5 separate regions of the Mus musculus genome follow, and regions 1, 3, 4 and 5 are each linked to region 2. Evidence: chromatin contacts called from public HiChIP or PLAC-seq and promoter capture Hi-C data. All regions are on one chromosome and are shown on one strand. The core of a region is the stretch at or near the end of the contact, and the rest is flanking DNA. Distances in the headings are between cores, read along the strand shown. Region 1 holds the start of Cmtr1 (cap methyltransferase 1). Region 2 holds the start of Syngap1 (synaptic Ras GTPase activating protein 1 homolog (rat)). Region 3 holds the start of Mapk8ip3 (mitogen-activated protein kinase 8 interacting protein 3). Region 4 holds the start of Pkd1 (polycystin 1, transient receptor poteintial channel interacting). Region 5 holds the start of Fgd2 (FYVE, RhoGEF and PH domain containing 2).

Region 1 (3,957 bases), core at 17-2,516, 2.7 Mb before region 2:
TATTCAAAGAACTCAGAAAAGAGAAAAGACTTAAAAGTTGGAGGTACACTGGTATCTTTGGGGAACAGGGACGCTGGGATACAAGAACAGACTTCTCTGGCGTTTGAGTCAGACATATAGTTTTAAGACCATGTGTTGTTTTGACTATGAACTGATACTCAATATTGTCTATGAAAATCAGAGCCAGTTCAACTTATTTCAAAATATTTGCTGGGGTGGAGGGAGAATGAGCATCAGCAGTCGAGGTAAGAAAGTAATGGAATTTGAAGGGATATAGCAATCCCTCCCCTTGAAACCTAGCAAAAGGTTTCCGTATTTCCAGCCCGAGGATGAACCTGTGGACCCAATGTACGATCATCCCAATCTCAGGTGGCAATTTCCTAAGTGACAGTAGCAGTGCCTATTAGAGGAAAGCAGGAAAGCCAGGCGACTGAGCCAACAGAAAGCCAGGCCCGAGGAGCCACATTTTTACTTGACATCACAGATAGGTGAGCCTACTGGAAAGCTCATCGCTGAGGCTTCACAGCACATAAAATGGGTCTCATTTAACTCTTAAGTCGTCCCGGTGGGTGTGGGTGAAGCGGGGGTGGGGGGTGCCACTGGGAACTCAGTGTGGTCTGCGATGGGGCAAGTGAGAGAACAGGAAACAGCTTTGTAGAAGGGCAAGGCGGCAGATACGAACGTCCCCCTCCACCACAGCACCTTCGACTGGGGCCTCGCAGGGAATCCAAGCCAATCCTCTCATTTCCTCGGCCAGGGGAAGGCCAAAGGGCTATCGAGTGACCTACAATGGCAGACGCGCTGTGACCAGGCACTTCTAAGCGCTGCTAACCCCCGTATGCAGAGGGGAAAGAAGGGAACGCCATCTCCCCGACGGAGCTTCTCCTTTGGAAACGTCAGGTGTGATACTGTGTGCGCGGCGACCAGCAGCAGCGGCAACCTCGGCTCCGAGAGGTTGCTGGGGACAAGACAGGGGGCAGGAGCAGAGAGAGGCTACCCGAAAGCGGGCAAAGCGGCCGCCGCAGGGGAAGGATGCTGTGCCCGTGCGCCCGCCCGCTCGCACCCCCGGGGCCGCGCGCCTGCACTCACGCTGAGGGGATGGGGCGAGTAGCCGGCGAGCGGAGACGAGGGACCAGGCCGCCACTGTCGCCGCCCAGGCTGGCCCTGCAACCTCCTCCTCCCTCACTTTCGTTTTCCTCGCAGGGCCGGCTAGCTGCGCGGTCGCGCTCGGAACCCGCCCCGCGGGCGGCGCCGCTTGATAACGTCACGAGCCCGCCAGCCCCGCCCCCGCTGGGCTCAGGCTTGGCCCTGGGGAACTGCCCAGGTCGCACAGCGCGCAGGACCCGAGGCGCCTGCGCGGAAGGGGGACCGCGAAAGAATGGGGGGGCAGAGAAAAGCCACTAGGAAAATAACCCTTGTCTACTCTCGCCCTAAAGAAGGGAAATCAATACTTCACCTCAGTTTATTCATCTTGTTATGGATTACCTGAAGAAGGAAAACTCCCAAGATGTCTTAATAAATCATGTGGAGTCTTTATTATTTATTACCACCGGTGGGGCTGTCTCAGGCAGAGGAGCGGGAAGCACCCTCGGACCTCCAGTTTGTTCGACATTTTAAAGACAAGGACTGCAACTGTGATGTATACAGAAAGGCAGCTCCAAACATGTGCAACAAGCAAACATTGCTTTTTTTTTCTTTTCAGAAGCAGAGTGATAACAATTAAATGGTCAGGCAGTTAACCTTTAGGTCAGAATCACAATCACATGGTATAGAAATTTATGGCTGATCAAGAGACCAGTTTAGCATAAGATTTAATGACTGGTCGAAGTGACCGGAGACGAATTTTTGCCCAAAATAGTTTTAGCAATGAAAGTATTCTTAGGAGCTAGGTGGTAGTGTCGAACACCTTTAATGCCAGCACTCAGAAAGCAGAGACAGGCATATCTCTGTGAGTTCGAAGCCAGCCTAGTCTACATAGCTACTTCCAGGACAGCCAGGGATATATTGTAAGACCCTGACTTGGAAAGTGGGAAAAAAAAATCCTAGAAAGTGTTTCACAACATGGCGTAACTAGTTTGGTAGCTTACTACAGTATCGTCATTATATAGATTTAAGAATACAGTCAGAGGAGCCGGGCGTGGTGGCACACGCCTTTAATCCCAGCACTCGGGAGGCAGAGGCAGGCCTATTTCTGAGTTCGAGGCCAGCCTGGTCTACAAAGTGAGTTCCAGGACAGCCAGGGCTACACAGAGAAACCCTGTCTCGAAAAACAAAACAAACAACAACAACAACAAAAAAGAATACAGTCAGAGACACAAACTGGCCAAGGTCAAAGACCTGTTCCTGTTCCATAGGACATATTTAACATTGGACTAGGCATAGCTCAGTGTCAAGACTGTTCGTCCGGTACACACCAGATCCTAGATCTGATTCTCAATGCCTCAGACTAAAAGAAATAATGGCATCTGTGGCATTTGACCATATGCACTGAGATGGGCTGTAACTCTAACTCCTCTTCCCATTTTCAGACCAATATAACTTTGTTGGACATTCTCAGCTGCGTTTGTCTCTTAAACCCCGAGACTTCAAATGTCAACATATGTTCTCCCATAATGCTGCTTTTTTTAAAAAAAAAAAGGATTTTATTTTTATTTTATGTGTATGCGTGTCCTTCATGCACGTATGTATGTATGCCACATGCATATAGTACCCTTGTAAGCCAGAAGACAGCATCGGATCCCCTGGAACTTGAATTACAGATAGTTGTGGGTGCTGTGCTGAACCCAGGTCTGGAAGAGCGGTAAGTGCTCTTAACCCCTGAACCATCTCTGCAGCCCCTTTCCCAGGTGGCTGGCGCTATATGATTCAGTCTGTTTATTTGTCCAGAGATCTGATGAGTTTACCTTTTCTTCATTTCCCTGAAGCCAACAATGCACTTGAGACTTGAGTTCAAGTTTGCCTTCTACTTGTCAGGTAAACATCTCCTACCCTATCATACCTCATCCTCCCCCTCCCCTCCCCTCTCCCCCTTTCCAACCCTCCTTCTCCCTCTCTTACCCACCCCTAAAGCTTTTGCAGTAATCTCCAACTTATGATGCCTGTCTCCAAACACCTCTGTTTGAAGCTTTGTTTGTATTATCATGTGTGAGCCTATGGCAACCCATCAGTGACTCGACCCTGCCAGTGACTTCCCACTGCTCTTAGGATGACACCAATGTTCTCTAGGTGGCCTCAAAGCCCTTCAGCCTTGTCCTACTAGCCCATCACTTCTCACCCTCCTGGTGCCGTCTTTCTCAAACACCTTGTCCCTAGGGTTTCTCTCCCTGCTTTCTCTCAATGGACCATCATTTCCCTTCATGATGCTAATGACCACTTACCCCTCCAGTTTGAATGTAGTGATGATAGTAAAATATGCATTTTAGATAAGTAAAAATAGCTTAGTCAGGATCCCTTCTACACCCAAGGCTGTCCCAGATAAGCAGAACCCAGTGACATCACTCACTTAAGATAACCATACAGTCCTAGAACTCCATGACATCTACTGGACAGTATGCAAGCAGAGACCGAAAGTAATGCTCTGTCCTGCACATCTGGAGAGCATGATCTTCCCTTTAGCTGAAGAGTCTCCCCCACCCCCGCCCCCAGGATCCTGACCATCGAATCAGAGACTTCTGTTAGAGACTGGAACTGACCCTCAGCAAGGATATGTCCAACAGGTGAGCAGCCCTGGGGAGATAAGCTTGGGACCATAGTTAGGAATTTAGAGTGTGAATCTTGTGTGATGACCCTCAGCATAATAAAATAGAATTCTTGTTATACTGTGTGTACCTACCACGCATCCCTATGGTCTCGCTTGAAACAATGGGTTTAGCACTTTCCCCTCTGGAAAACCTTTCCAGAGTTCACAAGAGCATTTACCATCACCTCCATTAGGAAAACTAGCAGGCACTGCATCCT
Region 2 (4,026 bases), core at 540-3,039:
GATAGACCTCAAGGGACACTGTTCTACTGGGAACAGGAAAGGGACACAGGGAATCTTAGCTTAGGTACAACACACACACACACACACACACACACACACACACACACACAGAGAGATTCTATAGTTAAGAATACTAATGACCCTAGGAAGCAATGGAACATGGCAGAGGACAGGGAAATGGGAAATTTTTACTGGAATGAGAAGTTCCACAAGGGTCCAAGATGGGGGAATTCCTTAGAGCCCTGTTCCAACGATCAAAACCTGTGTTTTGGTAACCCCCCCCCCCAATCTCTATCACCCCAGGAAGCAGAGGGGACAAGAAGAGAGGAATCACCAGGTTGGGGAATAAGAGGAAATAAGCACAGACCATGTGACAAGATGGGAAGTGGGATAGGAAACAGAGGGTGAGCTGAGGGACAAGTAACAGCGTGAACCTAAGAGAAAAGGAAGATGGTAAAGATGGTGGTTGCTTGCCTAGGGCAAGGGAATGGACCAGAAGGTTTCAGCCAACATGGGGCAGAGGGAGTGAGAGAGACCTGTCAGGGGATCTGAGACACGGGGCCCAGGAGCAGCAGTGGTGTATTAAGGTAGTTATTAGAAGAGAGGGAGGGAAAGAGAAGAGATATGAGATAGGGACCAATACAGGGGAAGAACAGAAGGGGGACTCATATAAGAAACGGACACCATATGGGGGGAAAGATATAAGTGATGGACAGCAGAGGCAGGGAGGGGGACTGGAAAGAAGAGGTGGGGTGGGGGAAGGGGTCAAAGCGATTAAGAAAGCAAATGAGACTCAGGGATTGCATCTCACTTCTCCAGAGTCCTAATGAGGGCCAGTTACCCTCAGGATTTTTATCTGGCCCTTGTCCCCACCCCTCAATCTTACTTGCATCCCCCCCCCCAAACCAAAAAAAAAAAAACCACTTGATCCTCCCCCTTCTCTGGTGTCCCCTCCCCCAATCCTTTTTCTCTCTCCTCTCTTCCCTCCATCTGGACCCCCCACACCCCCCCACTGCCACCTTCTTTCTCCATCTGGCCCCTTCCCTCCCTCCATCCTCCTCTCTTTTCCTAAGTCCTACCACCCTGAGCCCCTCACCAAATTCCCTTCCCACCTTCTTGGTCTCTCATGCCGCCTGTGTTTTCATTTCCCCCCTACCCTCTCCCAAGACCATGCCTCTACTTCCTTGGTAATTTCTTCCTCACTCTGCTCCCAAATCCAAACCATTTCTGCAGCCTTTCCCCAAACTCAGTCCTCCCTTCTCATCCCTTTCTGACGCGCTTTCCCCTCCATCATCTTCCCCTCAGCCCCCTTGAAAAGGCCCGTGTCCCAGCCCCTCTATCCTACCCCTATGCCTCTAATCCCTCCTTTCCCACTGTTCCCACCTCTGCCTTCCCGACCCTCCCCTCTCCCTCCATTTCAGCCGCTCCTTCCCCTCGGTGGCCCCGGCCCTCCCCCGCCCGCTGCCCCTCCCCCTCTTGCCCCCCCATTTGGCCCTCCCCTCCCCTTACCACCACCGTACCTCTGAAGGGGGCATAGGACATCGCGGGGATGCTCCCCCGATGGATGGAGGCTCGAGACCTGCTCATCAGGCCTGAGGGGGAGGGGGCGGGGGGACGGGGGGAGAAAAAGAAGAGAGAAAGAGGGGGAGAGAAAGGGGGAGAAGGAGGAGGTGGAGGAGGAGGAGGAGGAGGAGAGAGGAGGAGAGAGGAGCGGAGAGGAGCAGAGAGGAGGAGAGAGGAGGAGGAGGAGGAGAATAAGAGCCAACGGCAGCAGCGGCAGCAGAGAGAGGGGGGGCGGGGGAAGCGAGCTAGAGAAGAGAGAGCAGGAGGAGGAGGGAGAGACTGCAGCCCCCACCCCTACCCAGGGAGACCCGGAAAAGGAGAGAACGAGGGACCCCTGACTCATACACACCAGGGAAGTCCCGTAGAAGCTGACCCAAGACCCTCAGACAGACCCCAGACCCAGAGAAAGATACTCACCACCTCACCCCCCCCCCACCTCCATACTCAACAAATTGGGTCTCACAGATCCAAATCTAGAAGGAAAGAGACCTCTGAGCTCAGACCCCACCCCCTAAATTAAAGAAAGGAGTCAGGGACCAGAATATGAGACTCTAGTGTCAGCAAGGTTCTCCAGACCCATGTTAATCTTATTCGAACCCTGGACTTGTAGTTTGGGAGACCCAAAACAGAGACCTAGACCCAAAGAAAAAGATGAAGCCAATATTAGAAAGTGCCCCAGGCCAGAATTAAATTTTAGAATCTAGCTAGAGGTAAGAAACCCCACATTCGTATCTCAAAGAAACTGCAAACTTGGGGATGAAGGAGGAGACATTCGGCTGACCCAAAGATGAAGATGACCACATAGAGATCTAAAATACATTACATCTGAAAGATGTGAGTTAGTGACCGATTGCGAGGTTCAATTTCCTGAAACAACTCCCCAGGTAACCCAGACCCTAGGAAGGGCCCAAATATTGGACCCCCACCCCCACAGGACCCAAATATTGGACCCCCAACCCCTCACCTACACACACAAGGATCTCTGAGAACCCCCCCCCCAACTCAAGAAAATGCAGAAGCCTAACAGGAGCCACCCATGCCAAGGACCCCAGACCTTGGAGGGAGGGCTAATATTTGGGCGGCAGGGCCCTTTTTCCTGCTGTCTCCACCCTCTTCTCTGTCCTCTCACTGGTCCCCTCTCCATTTTTGGGTCACTGGATGTGTTTAGGCTCCAGGGAGGTTATGTAGGGCAGGTCCTGGTTCCTTGGGGGAATGGATGAAGGTAAGGAGACCCAAGACCGAGAGGTGGGCCAGTCCTGGGGAGAAGAGTCAGCAAGGGGGAAAGAACAGGGTCACACTCTGAACTCTAACTTGCAACTCTCATTTCTCCTCTCCACTCATTTGTCAGCCTCTGTCCGAAGCTTTGGGCTCTGGGTATCTTCCATCACCCACTAGCCCATTTACAGGTGTCACCCAGTGCTTTGAAAAGGTGTCTTTCCTCTCCCAGCCACGGCAGTGCCAGGTCTGAGCCTGCCTGATCACTGCCCCCTACCCAGGGACAGCTGGCTTCTCAGCTCGGTGCTAACGCAAGGGCGGTGGCGGGGGGTGGGGGGAACTGTCCCCACCCAAGGCTGCCTGTCAGCGCGGGGAGGGAGGGGGGCTGTTACTAGGCACACTCCGGAGCTCAGGACAACTCCCCGGCCCCAGCCTGACGCAGCGACAGCGCGGGTCGCCAGGTCTCACGTCACGTGGACCGCGAGGCCGGCCAGCAATTGGCCTCCGCTCGCTGCTCCTGAGGCGGCGCCGCCTGAAAGGACAGGCCTCATCACGTGACGGCGGGTCGCCGCAGCGGCGTTCCCCTGCCAGCAACCGGTTGAGGATTCACGGAAATGGGCGGGCCGCTGGGGCGCACGACCTCAGATAAAGCTGCCGATTGGTCGGAGGGCTCGACGCCACGCCCACTTAAGAGGGCGGGGCTACCGGGCCACTTGAGGGCCGGGATTGGCCAGGTCTGGAGACTCCGGGAAGGCAGGGCTGCTCCTGTCACGTGGTGCACACTGTTTTCGCGTCACGTGGCTACTGCAGGTAAGAGGCGGCCGCTCCGCCGGGGCTCGGGGTCCTTCGTCCGTGCAATGAGCGGCCATTGATTTCTTCTTTTCTCTACCAGCGCGGGCTGCATGAACTGGGGGCGGGCGCCCGGCGTCTTGCTCGGCGGAGGGGTGAGTCTGGCCCCGCCTTTTCCGGTCTCGAAGTCTCACCCAGCTTCTGCAGCGGAACAGAGGAGCTGTCCCAAGTTTCTTTTAAGTTTCAGGGACATTTTTTTTTTTCTTCCTGGTGCAGAAAAGGCAGCGCAGAGGCTTGGTGTCTGCCCCAGAAGGCAGCCCAGGTGCAATTTCCTGGGGCAGTTGTGGGGACACTGAATCCGCCCTCCCCCCTGCTCCAGGCCACTCTGCTCCTGTCGTTTCTTTGGATGCCAGCGCTACTGCCGGTGGCTTCCCGCCTTCTGTTGCTACCCCGAGCTCT
Region 3 (3,997 bases), core at 1,315-3,814, 2.0 Mb after region 2:
AGCCACCATGTGGTTGGTGAGAATTGAACTCGGGGCCTTTGGAAGAGCAGTCAGTGCTCTAAACCCCTGAACCATCTCTCCAGGCCTTTCCTCCCTTTTTTTGGGGGGGGGGGAGGGGGGTAATTTTCAAGTCAGTTGGTCTGTCCCTTTGTTGGTGGGAGGTGCCCCCACTGTGATGTTCTAACTTTAAGAATTTACAGGGATGGTTCATGCCTTTAGTCCCGGTACTTGGGTGGCAGAGGCAGGTGGTCCCTCTGCCTCTGAATTTAGAACGTACTCTGGTCTAGTCTACAACATAAGCTCCAGGACAGCCAAAGCTATATAGACCCTGTCTCAGGAAAAGAACTTATGGGGTTAAAATTGCTGAGACCTAAAACAAAATACTCAGATAACCCCTAAACACAATCTTGTAACTGTAATCTGTTTACCAGGGGACTGGAGAGATGGCTCGGTGCTTAAGAGCACTTGCTATGCTAGCAGAGGACCTACGTTCAGTTCTCAGGACCCACATGGTGACTCACAACTGTAATTCCAGCTTTGGGAGATCCAATGATTCTGGCCTCTATGGGCACTAGGCATCCATGTGATTGATATATACATAGGCATCCATGTGATATATACATAGGCAGGCAAAACACTCATACCATACAAAGTTAATAACTCTAAAAAAATCTTAAAGAATTAATCATTTTATCAGTTTGTTCTGGCTCCTCATTTGGGCAATTAAAAACTAACTCCGGTGGGACTGGACCTGTGGGGAGACCACTGGCTGCTCTACCAGAGGATCTAGATGCTATTTCCAGAGCCCACGTGACACTCAAAACCCCTAGTTAACTCCAGCTCCAGAGCGTCCAGCACCCTCCTCTGGTTTCTGTGGGCACAGGGCACATACAAGTGAAACACCATCTACAGTAAATACTAATAACTGGCTCGGGTAGCAGTCACTGCAAGTGCTACTGCAGTATGCCCCTTCTCGTCAGCCTGTTTTCCTAGTTGGTTGATAATATAATACGTAGGCTCAGTTTTGCAGGCTTGAAAAATTAAATCAGTATCAAAATTCAGGCAACCTGAAAATGTTGTGGGGTGTTCACCGTGGAAGAATGCTCTGACATAGTTTTAAGCCAATAGGAAAGTCTTTATTAGCTGGCTGGTGAGTACACTGGGTGTTTAGGATCTCAAACAAGAAAGGCCTTGAGCCTTTCTCAGGATGAGCTTTTAAGGGCAAAGCCATGTTCTGGGTTGGCATGCTTCAGTTAACAAGAACAGTTAGTCAGAGGCAGAACTACAGAAGCCAAAAAGCAAAGTTAGGAATTTAGAGACTTTCTCAGAACTATCCACACTGAGGGATTGGGTCTGTTTTCATTCTTTTGGCAGGTGGTGCTATCTACATGCCGAGTTTTACAGCCTGAATTGGACTTCCATCATGGAGTGAGTTGTGCTAAGGTCTGAGGCATGTTACAAAACAATCTCTTAGAGTAGGTATTTATCTATGTGTTTGGAAAGATGAGGGAAGTATAGCCCCAGGTAATGGTGTATACTGAATGGCAGAAGCCAGGCATACCAAGTTCCAGGTCAGCCAGTGCTACACAGTAAGACTTTGCATATGAAATTGTGAGGAATGTTTTAAGTGCTCTGGACTTCAGCTACAAGAAGGACTGTGTTGGTTAAGAGTAAGATCTGGTGGCTTGCAGTTGAGAGTACTTGCTCTTAGAGGGGAGGACCTCTGTTCAGTTCTGGCCATCCATATGGCTGCTCACAACTGACCTTCTTAACTCCAATTCAGATGCCCTCTTCTGGCCTTCACAGACACCAGGAATGTGTGTGATGCACAAGTCTACATACAACCAAACACATACACATAAAATAACAAGTAACTTTTTTTTTTAAGAGGATGTGAATCTGAGCTGCCTTGGAAGGCTTTGGGGACCGGGAAAACCACGTAAGCAAGAAAGTAGTTCAAGGGCAGGAAAGATGGCTCAGTGGTTAAGAGCACTGGTTGTTCCAGAAGACCTAGGTTCAATTCCCAGCAACCACATGTTGGGTCACAACCATCTACAATGGGTTCTGATGCCCTCTTCTGGTGTGTCTGAAGAGAGCAACGGTGAATACATTAAATAAATTTAAAAAAAAAAAAAAAGAAAGAGGAAAAAAAAGCAAGTAGTTCAAAGTCAGGTTCATGGTGTCCCCAGCAAATGAACACATATAGATCGACTCGCTTTATATTTCTGTCTCAAAAGTACCGCCACACATAAGGATTTTAGAACCTGGTGTCCTGTGCAAAATGAAGCACTGCATGGAACTAAGCAACCAGCAGAGCGGGAAACAACCAGAAACAGGGCAAGCGACACATGTCGCGTGAACGTTGAGGGTGGCCAGAGTATGTATGACAAAGGTCTGAAGACAAACAGGACAGAGATAGAGAAGCATCCAGGTCACTCCAATCAGACTGAGCTACGTCCTCAAGAGCCACCAGCAACGCAGCCGGAAACGTTCCTTTAGCGTCAAGGCGCTCGGGGCGGAACTGGATGGGGCTCCACCCCCGCAGCCAGGCGGGACTTCCGGCAAGGGAGTGACGGGCGCGGCCTGGGCGGCGGCACGTCCTAAGGTAGCGGCTGCCTGAGGTGACAGCGGCCCGTGGATTCGGGCCCCGGAACGAGCCGCGCTGGCGGCGGCGGCGGTAGCCGCGATGATGGAGATCCAGATGGACGAGGGAGGAGGAGTGGTGGTGTACCAAGACGACTACTGCTCGGGCTCGGTCATGTCGGAGCGTGTGTCGGGCCTGGCGGGCTCCATCTACCGCGAGTTCGAGCGCCTCATTCACTGCTATGACGAGGAGGTGGTCAAGGAGCTCATGCCGCTGGTGGTGAACGTGCTGGAGAACCTTGACTCGGTGCTGAGCGAGAACCAGGAGCACGAGGTGGAGCTGGAGCTCCTACGCGAGGACAACGAGCAGCTGCTCACGCAATACGAGCGCGAGAAGGCGCTGCGCAAACAGGCCGAGGAGGTGCGTGGGCCCCGGCCGCCGCGGAGAGGGACGGTGAGGGACGGTGTGGGTAGCGTGGAGCAGCCAGCTCGGCTCAGCCGGCAGTATGCTGCTGATGCTGATGCTGATGCCGATGCTGCTGGGAGTGCCACTTTCTCCATCCAATTGGGACCTAGAGCACAGCCTGTGCAGAGTCCGGGAGACATGGGCCCCCATTCCTGCTGTCCTCTGACCTTGGCTGCCGCCTGCTGGCTCTGGGTTTTATTCCTTCCCGTCTTTGGAGCAAGTTGCCCTAGAATCACAAAGCCCAGAATTCTACAATTCTAGAAATAAATGCTCTTCGGTTTATGATGGGAAGTGCCTTCTTATATGAGGTTAAATTCCATTTAAGTGAAGTTGACTTGACACAGTCTTAGAGACTACTATTGAAATTAAGAGTCGATCTTGATATTTTGGCTTCTTATTAAGTTAGTGGCCCTGCATCACAGCTAGGATAAAAGCTTTGCTTATCTTGAATCATTCATACTTTCCATGGTTTGCCTTTTGATTGTCAAGATTTTGCTGTGAATGCATGGGCACCACATAACTGGCTTAATCAAGTTCTCTACATATGGGGGGATTCAAAAGCCTCAAAGGATGTGAGGAGGGCTTGGGTGACCTCAGAAACAGGGAACTGGCTCCAGAAACTGTCTGGGCTAGATCAAGGTCACACACTGACCACAGACAAAAGGACAGGCCAAGTAACAGGGTAGACCTTGGCAACAGCTTAAGCCTTACCTTCTGGGTTCATATTGCTGCCTAGTGGGGCAGTACCCTAGAAGTCTGCAGTGTTTGGTCCTTCTAGACCTGCCCTGGAGTTGTCTTGTGCCTGATACCACTCTCCATAGCCCTGACTCTCTGGGGACTTTTGATACATTGGCAAAGGACTTGGGTATTATTTCTTCCCCTTGCCTCCATACTTACATAGTCAAGATCACTAATGTGGAGAAAAAGAAGAAAATGAAGGTGTACTGT
Region 4 (4,019 bases), core at 1,460-3,959, 2.4 Mb after region 2:
TTCACAATAGCAAGGCTTTAAATGATCCACAGTAAAGCTCAGAGTGAGTTAAGTAGCAGCACCCTTCCAGGAACGTCACCTTTCTTAAGCAGCAGCATGATTTTAAGCCAAGAAACGCTGGGAAGCTATGCTCTCAGAAGACCAGCTGTCCTGCTACCAGACATAGCCGTCCTGCCAAAGAGCCACACACATACAGAGGGGTCTGATAATCAGAAAGAAGGCAATGTTCCTTGGGCACCTAAGCACTAGCCTAAGGTTGCTGTCTGTGTCCTTGGTCCTCAGAGAAAACCATCTATCTGATCTGCAGTAGTCTACAGAATGGACAACCTACTGGACACAAACTGACCTTGAGAAGCAGTAGGGGGAACTCAACACCTGTCCCTGAGGCCTCAGCCGGTTAAGTCTCTTAGAAGCAGTGTTGGAGGTAGAAATAAAAATGTGAATTCTTTACCCATCTGTCCACACATGAGGTCTATCAGATGTCTCTTCCCACAATGTGAGGGGCTAATATCTTGAGAACCGTATGAAGTCAGTCAAGCTATTAGCTCTCAGAAAACCCCTTGTACCAAACCCAGGGCAACCGCTCAAGCTTCACTGCCGAGCAGAGCCCACAGACTTGTAGGCTCTCATCTTTCATTCCCTAGACAGCTCCTGGGAGGTCAGCAGAGGGTGAAGAAGGAGCCAACAGGAGCTGGACCTGACTCCTACAGATACCAGGTAGCAGAGAGAAAGAAGTGCCCTCATTCATAGCATCCATAAATCTGGATCAGATGCAATTCTGTGGATCCTATTAGATAGCAAAAGGGGATCCATCTCCAGAGACAGCTGCACCACAAATGCTACAGTGGTCAAGGAACACAATCATAGGAACCCAAATCTCAGCTCCATACTAGGGTGAAGTCACCAAGCCCATTATAAAAACCAGTGAAAGGGACCATTTCTACTTTAACAAGTTCCTGAGGGAATTGCAGCAAGAACTACTGTGGCTGAAGTGCCCAGGAAGTCTAAGAGGTTGGAATCAGCCGGGCAGTGGTGGTGCACACCTTTAATCCCAGCACTCGGGAGGCAAAGGCAGGCGGATTTCTGAGTTCCAGGACAGCCTGGATTACAGAGTGAGCTCCAGGACAGCCAGGGCTATACAGAGAAACCCTGTCTTGGGGGAAAAAAACAAAAACAAAACAAAACAAAACAAAAAAAAAACCGGTTGGAATCAGTTAATCCTGAGACAAATTACTGCAGTCTGCAATCTCCTCTTAACATTTTTGATCCAACCCTGGTTGCCAACACTGCAAAGGTCCAAACCTAAGCTATGATGTCTAGGCTGTGATACCTTGAAAATACATCGCATCTCCAAGCTTCTTTCCTCACCTGTAAAACAGAGGTCTGGCTCTACGCCAGAGAACTGGACTAAGAATTAAGTGTGATAATCTATAAAAAGAGACTAGTTAAGCCTGGTTCAAGATGTTGATCTCTCAGTGAGATTTGCCTGTTACTTTCAGAAGGCAAAACTGCCGAAATGGCAAATGTTTTAACCCCTCCTGGCAATTTCCCCTCCCTAAGTACCACTAGAGGCCCACATCCATCACACCCTCTACTCCCTAACACTTCTCCAGCAGTCACTATGTGTGGCCAACCTCAGGCCAGGCCGCTGGACCAACCTTTTGTCCCTTAAACATAGTCAATTCTTACACATCCATAAAATTCTTGTCGAGACTCTTCCCCTAGAGGCCAGCTCTGAGCCCCAACAGAAATCTCCAACCCCAGGATACACCTCAATTAGTCTCTAATTAACGTTTATTCCGCAACCTCCTACCACGCCCCACGCACTGTTGTAGCTCCTGTTTGAGGAGCCCCGCAACGTAAAACGTCAGTCTTCGTAGGAACTGGGATTTTTGGCTACTCTTCTGGGTCACGCCGGCTGAGGTCCAAGGTTTTCCTTATTTAGTCGGGCCGACATCCCTGCTGGAGCCTCGCCCTAGGAGCGGCCAGGCCCCGCTGCGTCTTGCGGCCCGAGCTCAGGACCGCGCCCACGCTCTGCGGCCGACAGCCCGGCAAAGCTCCAGAAGGGCTCTATCTACCTCAGCCCTGCTCCCGCCGGACCCAGTCATGATGCTCTAGCCAGGCCGCCCGCCGCCATGGCAACCGCCTGCCCGCCTGCACTGCCTCGGCGCAGCTACTCACAGCGCGGTGGCGTCAGCCGGGATGCGCAGACTCGGCCCTAGCGTCTGCAGCCAGCGGCCGGAGCAATTGACGCGGCAGGCGGCGTCGGGCGCAGGGCCGCAAAAGCAGGGGAGCGGGCAAGGCCCGCAGCCGCGCCCAGGGTCTCCGGCCAGCGCTCCGAGCCACAGGCCCAGGCCTAGGGCCAGCGCCAGGAGAGCAGGCGCGCCGAGCGGCATCGTCAGCGCAGCCCGCGCATGGCCCCGGTTCCCCGAGGCCCCTTGCGCCGGCAGCCGCAGTTCAGGAGGGGCCCGCGGACCTCATGGTGCGGCACGGGGCTGAATGCCGCGGCGGCCGTGGCCCGTCTGCGGTGCGACAGCTGCTCAGCGCTCTGGGGCAGGCCGCACCTCAGGGCCTTGGCCGCCTGCTCGCGCATTCGCGCTGCACTGCAGACCCAGCGCCAGCTCCTCCTCCTCCCCCACCTCCGGCGTGGGGCGGGGCGCCCTCAGACTCCGCCCCTGCGCTTCCAAGTTGGCTGTAGGTGGGACTGGATGAAGAGAAGGCCTTCACAGGCTCCGCCCTCTTCATTGCAGATCCTGCAGTAGGCGGGGCCTGAAGGAAGGGCGCCCTCAGAGGCTCCGCCCAGTGAGCGTGAGCCTTGGTGGGCGGGGTCTCACGGGAGGGGAGTCCTCCGGAGGCCCCGCCTTCTGCACCGCTGGGTCTGCTGCAGACCAGGCTTGAAGGTGGAGGAAGCTCCGCCCCCTCTGCTGCGGCGTTTCGAGCCCCGAGTCAGGCTGCGGTTTGAGCAGCTGCCCGCTTAGGCTGTCCCCTACCCACAACGGCTGGAGAGCTTATGGCTATTCACCCTGCTTTCCCGAGTTCCCCCTTGAAGTCCTCTGGCTGTTGAGGCCTTCTTGGAGTCAGTAGGTTTCTTCGCTCCTAGCCTTCTGCAATCAACAGTCACAATATTAAAAACACTAGTAGGTGCAGAAGAGAGGGCTCAGCACTGGGTGGTGGTGGCAAAGACTTTAATCCCAATACTCGGGTGGCAGAGGCAGGTGGATCTCTGAGTTCAGAGCCCAGCTTGGTCTACAGAGTGAGTTCCAGGACAGCTAGGGATATACCGAGAAACCCTGTGGAGGTGGGGGGTCGGTTAGCGGATAAAGGAAGCCTAATCAGCTGAGTCCTCTCCCGAAATCCACGTACACAAATCCAACTTATACAAAGTTGTCCTCTGGCCGCAACACCCTGGCCATAGCATGCGCTCTACACTGATAATAAATTAAAAAAACAAAACAAAACAAAAAACCCTGCGACCTACAGTTTCTGGGTGCCAGCTGTGCGAGCTTCCACTTCGCAAGTCTTCTCTGACCCTGGAGAGTACCGCCGACCTGAGTCAATAAATACTTGCTGCGTCATATCATGGACCTCTGCCAGAGCATGCTGCAGAGGCTCAGAAGTGATGCATGAGATTGAGCTCACCTGGAGTGGGTGCAGTTTAGCGCCGTGCCCTCCACCACTCCGCGCAGACCACCCTGCGGAGGTGCTGGGGAGACGCTGTACCACCCGCCCACCCGCCAAGCAGCTCCATCTCAGGCTTCAGTCTCCAGGTACTGTAGATCCTTGTGCGCAGGAGCTAAAGACAAAATTAAATTGAGAGAAAAGACTCCAACCATAGCACCGGGGAGTAATCCTTGAAAAAAATGTTTAGACGTCCAAATACCAAGAACTACACAGGAAATATTCAAAAAGGGAAAGAAAAATTAAATTAAAAAGGGAGAGAAAAGTCCACAAAGACAGGAAGTTGATGAGTGCCTTGAGACTGGAGGAAAGGGGTGGGACGTTCTTTGGGGCCAATAAGC
Region 5 (4,378 bases), core at 1,085-3,584, 2.4 Mb before region 2:
TAGAGAGAACCCCTCCTTTGGCACACAGATCTTTCAGGGGCTCCCTCAGGATCACGCCCACCTATGTTCTTCCCCCTTGCTTTCATCTCTGTATCTCTCCCGATACATCAAGGGAAGGTGGGCGCCAGAGAGTAATTCAGAGCAGGGACTCAGATGCTGAAACTGGGCCTTTTCAGGGATGCCTATGGCCTTCACACAATTACCAGGGGACAAAGCCATCCTGCAGAGCAGGGTCCCTGTTCCCCAGGTTCAGCCCTCACAGGACAGTTTTGCTGTGCAGCATTTACCAGTCCTTTGTAGGCCAGAGAAACCCACACTGCCAGAGCCAGGCATGTGCAGGGAGATAGCCAGGGTGACAGCGCTGGGTAGGCATCCCCTCGAGAAAGACAGACAGGGAAACGGAGGCCAGACAGGTACCGAGCCTCCAAACCCGATGAGAAAGAATGTCCCTGCGTCCATGCTGCAGATGTGGAGACTGAGGCAGAAAGGATGGGAACCTGAAAGTGGGGCAGGTAGGGGCAGCTGACATCCAAACCTCCATGCTAAGCTGTCTTTCCTCTTGATGTCAAGGACAGAGAGACCCAGAGAGCTGAGGTGATTGTCCTGGTCACAGGGCCTGGTGTAGGAAGAAGGACCGAGGTGGCCCATTCCAGACATAGAAAATGGAGTTCCTTGGCCTCAGGGCCTGCAGCCAGGGAGAGGGGGTTGGGTGAGAGGGTGCTGAGTCTCAGGTTTTTCTCCTGTACATTTGGTTTCAGCTTCTGCATTTCTAAGCACTCAGGCCTGTGCCTGTTTCCTCTCTAGCCCTCAGTTTCAGATCAGCTAGGCACCAAGGGCTCCACAGAGAGACGCCTGCATGGTCCCCTTGCTCAGAGCCTGACTCTCACACTCCTGACCACGCTTCTAGTGACCCACTCCTCTGTATGGCTACTCTACCTGCAAGGTGCAGCCAGACACCACTCAGTAGCCCAAGGGCTGGCATCTACATGAGCCTACGCCCCCTCCAGCATGAGTGTGGTGGGCCAAGAGGGCGGTGGGAATGAGCTGTCCCAGGTGCTGAATAGGATGCACTCAGCCAAGCTCCTGGAGAGGCAGAGTCAGGCTGCTCACCCAGGAAGTGAAACTTCTGCAGGGGTGAATGTGGGCTTCCACGTGGAGGCCCCAGGCACCTCCTGTGCATGGCCTGCAGGCCCACAACACAGCGTGGAGGCCTTCCCAGGGCATCTAAAGCCTGTGGCCTGGTGTCTCAGAAGGACGGAACTTTGTATCACAAGTAGAAATCTACCCCTGCATCCTCCACAGAACTCTAGGCACTAAGCTTTGTTCTTGTGGCTCCCGAGGGCTGGGGACTCTGGTGGCAGACTCCTTATCTTCATGTAAGAGTGCTGCTTTACCCAGCATCTAGCTGCTGAAGGCATGGGGACTCACTGTGGTGTACCCGGGTTCTGGAACCCTCTACAACAATCCAGGGCTCAGCCCCTCCCTCCACCTGCCCCTCCTCCCCTCGTCTCTCAGGTCCCCACAGCTTCCCCCTAAGCCTCCTGAGGCCAACCTCTATCTGCTTCCAGAGGACCAAAGGCACTCCCAAACCACAGGCCTGCAAAGCGGTTTCATGTCTCACACTCACGCCCCTCCAAGGCCACTCAGGACCCCTCCCACTCCTGGCTTTGTCTTTTCCCTTCAGACACAAGTGCCAGCACAGCCCCAAAATTCAAAGAAGCTAGTTCCTGTGTCCCCTCTTCTGTTCTCCCTATGATGGGAACCAAACAAGTCACACCCTAGGGCCATCAGAGTAAGCCCTGAGGTATAGAAAGGAACTTAGGAGAGAGGCCTGGTGAGCATGGCTCTGCTTTGTCCCAGTCAGCCACATTCCATCTGTGTCCCGCCTTCCTGTTCCCATTTGTGTCCTGGTGTGAGTGGGATGTGTGTGTGCATGGATTGGAGATCTCCCATGCTCACCCTGTCCAGCTTACTACCACAAGAGCAGTGGTTGCCTGTACTGCCAGGCACCCAGGATGGAGGGACCCCAGGTGCTGCCCCAAAGTACCAGATCAGATAGAAGGGCTCGACCCCTCCCCCACCATCTGTACCTGTTGTTCTCAAACACAGCCACCAGGTTGCACACTGAGTCCTGCTTCTCACAGGCTCGCTCCATCCTGCTAGCCTGCAAGGTGGTCCTCAGTTACCCCAGAAGCAGGGAGGGAGGCAATAGGCTGGTGCCCTCAGCACTCCCTGGCCAGCGGGTGAAGCAGGTCTACCACAGCCTGGAATCTGCCCATCGCTTCTGACTGCCTTGGGGCAGTTCCTATCTTCAGAGTGAAAAAAGAGGAAGTGGTCCCAGTAGCTTGGAAGAGAGGCCAGCACTCCCTACTGTGGGAGGAGCCTGTCAAACTCTCCTTGCTGTGGGAGGAGCCTGTGAAGTACTGCCCGGCCCTCTTGGCATCTGACCTTTACCTCTCAGATACTTCTACCCAGTCCTGTTAGAGAAGGCACGGGCTGTGGCAACAGTGGTCACAGGACGTTTCTGGAGCCGGATCCTGGGATGAGCAGCTTCCTGGATATCCAATTCTCTGCATGGGGGGAAAGGGGACGGCTCAGGGATGTTTTACTTAGTACCATTCTCAGCATCTTCCTTGCATCTGGCGCTGTGCACTGCTGATGGAAAAACAGCTTTTAAATTAAAATGGACCACAGGGTTGGGGATGTAGCTCAGCTGATAGAGAATGCTTGCTTGGCATGCGGGAAGCCCAGGGCTTTATCCTCAGCACTGTAGAACTGGGTATCATGGCACATGCCCATGGCACCCACTTGAGAGGAGAAGTCCAAGTTCTTCCTTGACAACGTAATGAGTATAAGACCAGATTCGGCTACGTGAGACCTGTCTCAAAAAAAAAAATGGGGTCGGATGGGGTGGGCTTTGAGATGGTTCAGGGGTAAGAGTACTTGTAGCCAAGCCTGGCAGCTTGAGTCTAACCCTGGAGCCCCACATGGTGGAAAAAAAATAGACTTTTCCTTTCTTTTTATTTACTTTTATTTTTTATGTGTATGAGTGTTTGGCCTGTGTGAGTCTATTATACCACATTCGTGCCTGGTACCCACAATGGTCAGAAGAGGGTGTTGTGGGAATGGGACCTAGGTCCTTTCTAAGTTCTCTTAACCTCTGAACCAATTCTCCACCCAAAATGCAGACTCTTTCAGGTTGCCTCTGGGCTCCAACCCACACACACTGTATCTCTTGTACTCCTACCCTAAAAAAAACATCTAAAGCTGAACTGGTGGTGGCACACACCTTTAGTCCCAGCACTCGGGAGGCAGAGGCAGGCAGATCTCTGAGTTTGATGCCCACTTGGTCTACAGAGTAACTTTTTTTTTTTTTTTCAAGACAGGGTTTCTCTGTAGCCCTGACTGCTCTGGAACTCACTTTGTAGACCAGGCTGGCCTCGAACTCAGAAATCCACCTGTCTCTGCCTCCCAAGTGCTGGGATTAAAGGCGAGCGCCACCACGCCCAGCTCCAGAGTAACTTTTAAGACAGCTGGGGCTACACAGAGAAACCCTGTCCGGAAAAAAAAAAAAAAAGAAAAATAGGGCAAACAAAACAAAAAACCCCACAGACTGTGAGGATATGCAGGAAGGGGTCCTGTGGTCCCCAACACCTCTTTGGATGCTTTTGTCTTAATGATGTTGATATTTCTCTAGTGGCCCGGGTTGGAGAGCCCCTATGGGTTAGAGCTAACAAGTCTCCTCTCTTTCACTCCCATAGCTGTGTTACACAGTGTGCTCCCTTATCAGAAATGGAGGCCAATGGAAGTCAAGACACCTGACTGAGGTCACCCAGGAAGAACAGGGGAAGAACTGCCATTTCTGAAGCCCAGGTAAGTGTCCTATGACTCCAGCAAAGACCCAGGGAACCTGGAGGGTGACCTCCATGCACTCCATCCTCAGGGTCCCCTGATCACAGCACCCTAGGGAAATCTGCCTCTTGGTCACTCAGGGTTTCTAGAACACGTGACCAGCGCCTCTGCTCTGCTCATTCAAGCTGGAAAGCCATTCATTCATTGCTCTCCCATGGATCCTGAGCCAGGACCCTCCACTGAAGCTAGTCTTTGTCCTCGGATCAAGTGTGAGCCATCCTGGAGCCCAAAGTGCCTGGCAGAGTTTCTGCTGTGGTAGCTGTGAGCCTGGAGCCTCCTGCCCAGCAACCCTGCACCTCTGAGCTCCCCCACCCCCCAGCTGTGTTTGCCACCAGAGGCCAGCCCAGTCCTGAGGACTAAGTCTCACTAATCCCAAATGCAGGGCCTCTGCAAGAGGAGCAAGTGCTCTTAACTGCTGAGCCATCTCTCCAGCCCCACAATGCTAGTTTTATGCCATGCTGAGGAT

The links. Promoter capture Hi-C pulls out the DNA fragments that hold promoters and counts their contacts. HiChIP or PLAC-seq counts read pairs in DNA pulled down with a chosen protein or histone mark.
Region 1: a promoter capture Hi-C map of liver shows a contact between it and region 2, with 3 times the contacts expected there. The contact joins the promoter of Cmtr1 here to the promoter of Syngap1 in region 2. A contact is called at or near these places in 2 of 39 promoter capture datasets (hippocampal neurons and liver).
Region 3: a contact with region 2 is called in a promoter capture Hi-C map of the 3T3-L1 cell line, with 4 times the contacts expected there. The contact joins the promoter of Mapk8ip3 here to the promoter of Syngap1 in region 2. A contact is called at or near these places in 3 of 39 promoter capture datasets (the 3T3-L1 cell line and liver).
Region 4: an H3K4me3 HiChIP or PLAC-seq map of embryonic stem cells shows a contact between it and region 2, with 7 times the contacts expected there. The contact joins the promoter of Pkd1 here to the promoter of Syngap1 in region 2. A contact is called at or near these places in 1 of 39 promoter capture datasets (embryonic stem cells) and 1 of 115 datasets of contacts at active chromatin or transcription factors (embryonic stem cells).
Region 5: a contact with region 2 is called in a promoter capture Hi-C map of pre-B cells, with 2.5 times the contacts expected there. The contact joins the promoter of Fgd2 here to the promoter of Syngap1 in region 2. A contact is called at or near these places in 2 of 39 promoter capture datasets (liver and pre-B cells).

The regions. Positions count from the first base shown.
Region 1 is chr17:29,657,904-29,661,860 of GRCm38.p6, reverse strand. It overlaps Cmtr1 (cap methyltransferase 1), which reads right to left and starts at 1,266. Exons shown (of 24, transcript NM_028791.6): 1 at 1,090-1,266. All of the region lies in intron 7 of Gm28043 (predicted gene, 28043), which reads right to left. Gm20161 (predicted gene, 20161) reads left to right here and starts at 3,532. Exons shown (of 2, transcript NR_167666.2): 1 at 3,532-3,716.
Region 2 is chr17:26,939,013-26,943,038 of GRCm38.p6, reverse strand. Syngap1 (synaptic Ras GTPase activating protein 1 homolog (rat)) reads right to left here and starts at 1,789. Exons shown (of 19, transcript NM_001281491.2): 1 at 1,521-1,789. The coding sequence starts at 1,587. It overlaps Cuta (cutA divalent cation tolerance homolog), which reads left to right and starts at 3,501. Exons shown (of 7, transcript NM_026307.3): 1 at 3,501-3,588; 2 at 3,671-3,722; 3 at 3,947-4,026. The coding sequence starts at 3,681.
Region 3 is chr17:24,935,544-24,939,540 of GRCm38.p6, reverse strand. It overlaps Mapk8ip3 (mitogen-activated protein kinase 8 interacting protein 3), which reads left to right and starts at 2,564. Exons shown (of 33, transcript NM_001163449.1): 1 at 2,564-3,004. The coding sequence starts at 2,687.
Region 4 is chr17:24,548,640-24,552,658 of GRCm38.p6, reverse strand. It overlaps Pkd1 (polycystin 1, transient receptor poteintial channel interacting), which reads right to left and starts at 2,709. Exons shown (of 46, transcript NM_013630.2): 1 at 2,182-2,709. The coding sequence starts at 2,396. It overlaps LOC115488769 (a long non-coding RNA gene), which reads right to left and starts at 2,175. Exons shown (of 2, transcript XR_003952238.1): 1 at 1-2,175.
Region 5 is chr17:29,358,870-29,363,247 of GRCm38.p6, reverse strand. It overlaps Fgd2 (FYVE, RhoGEF and PH domain containing 2), which reads right to left and starts at 2,334. Exons shown (of 16, transcript NM_013710.4): 1 at 2,091-2,334. The coding sequence starts at 2,155.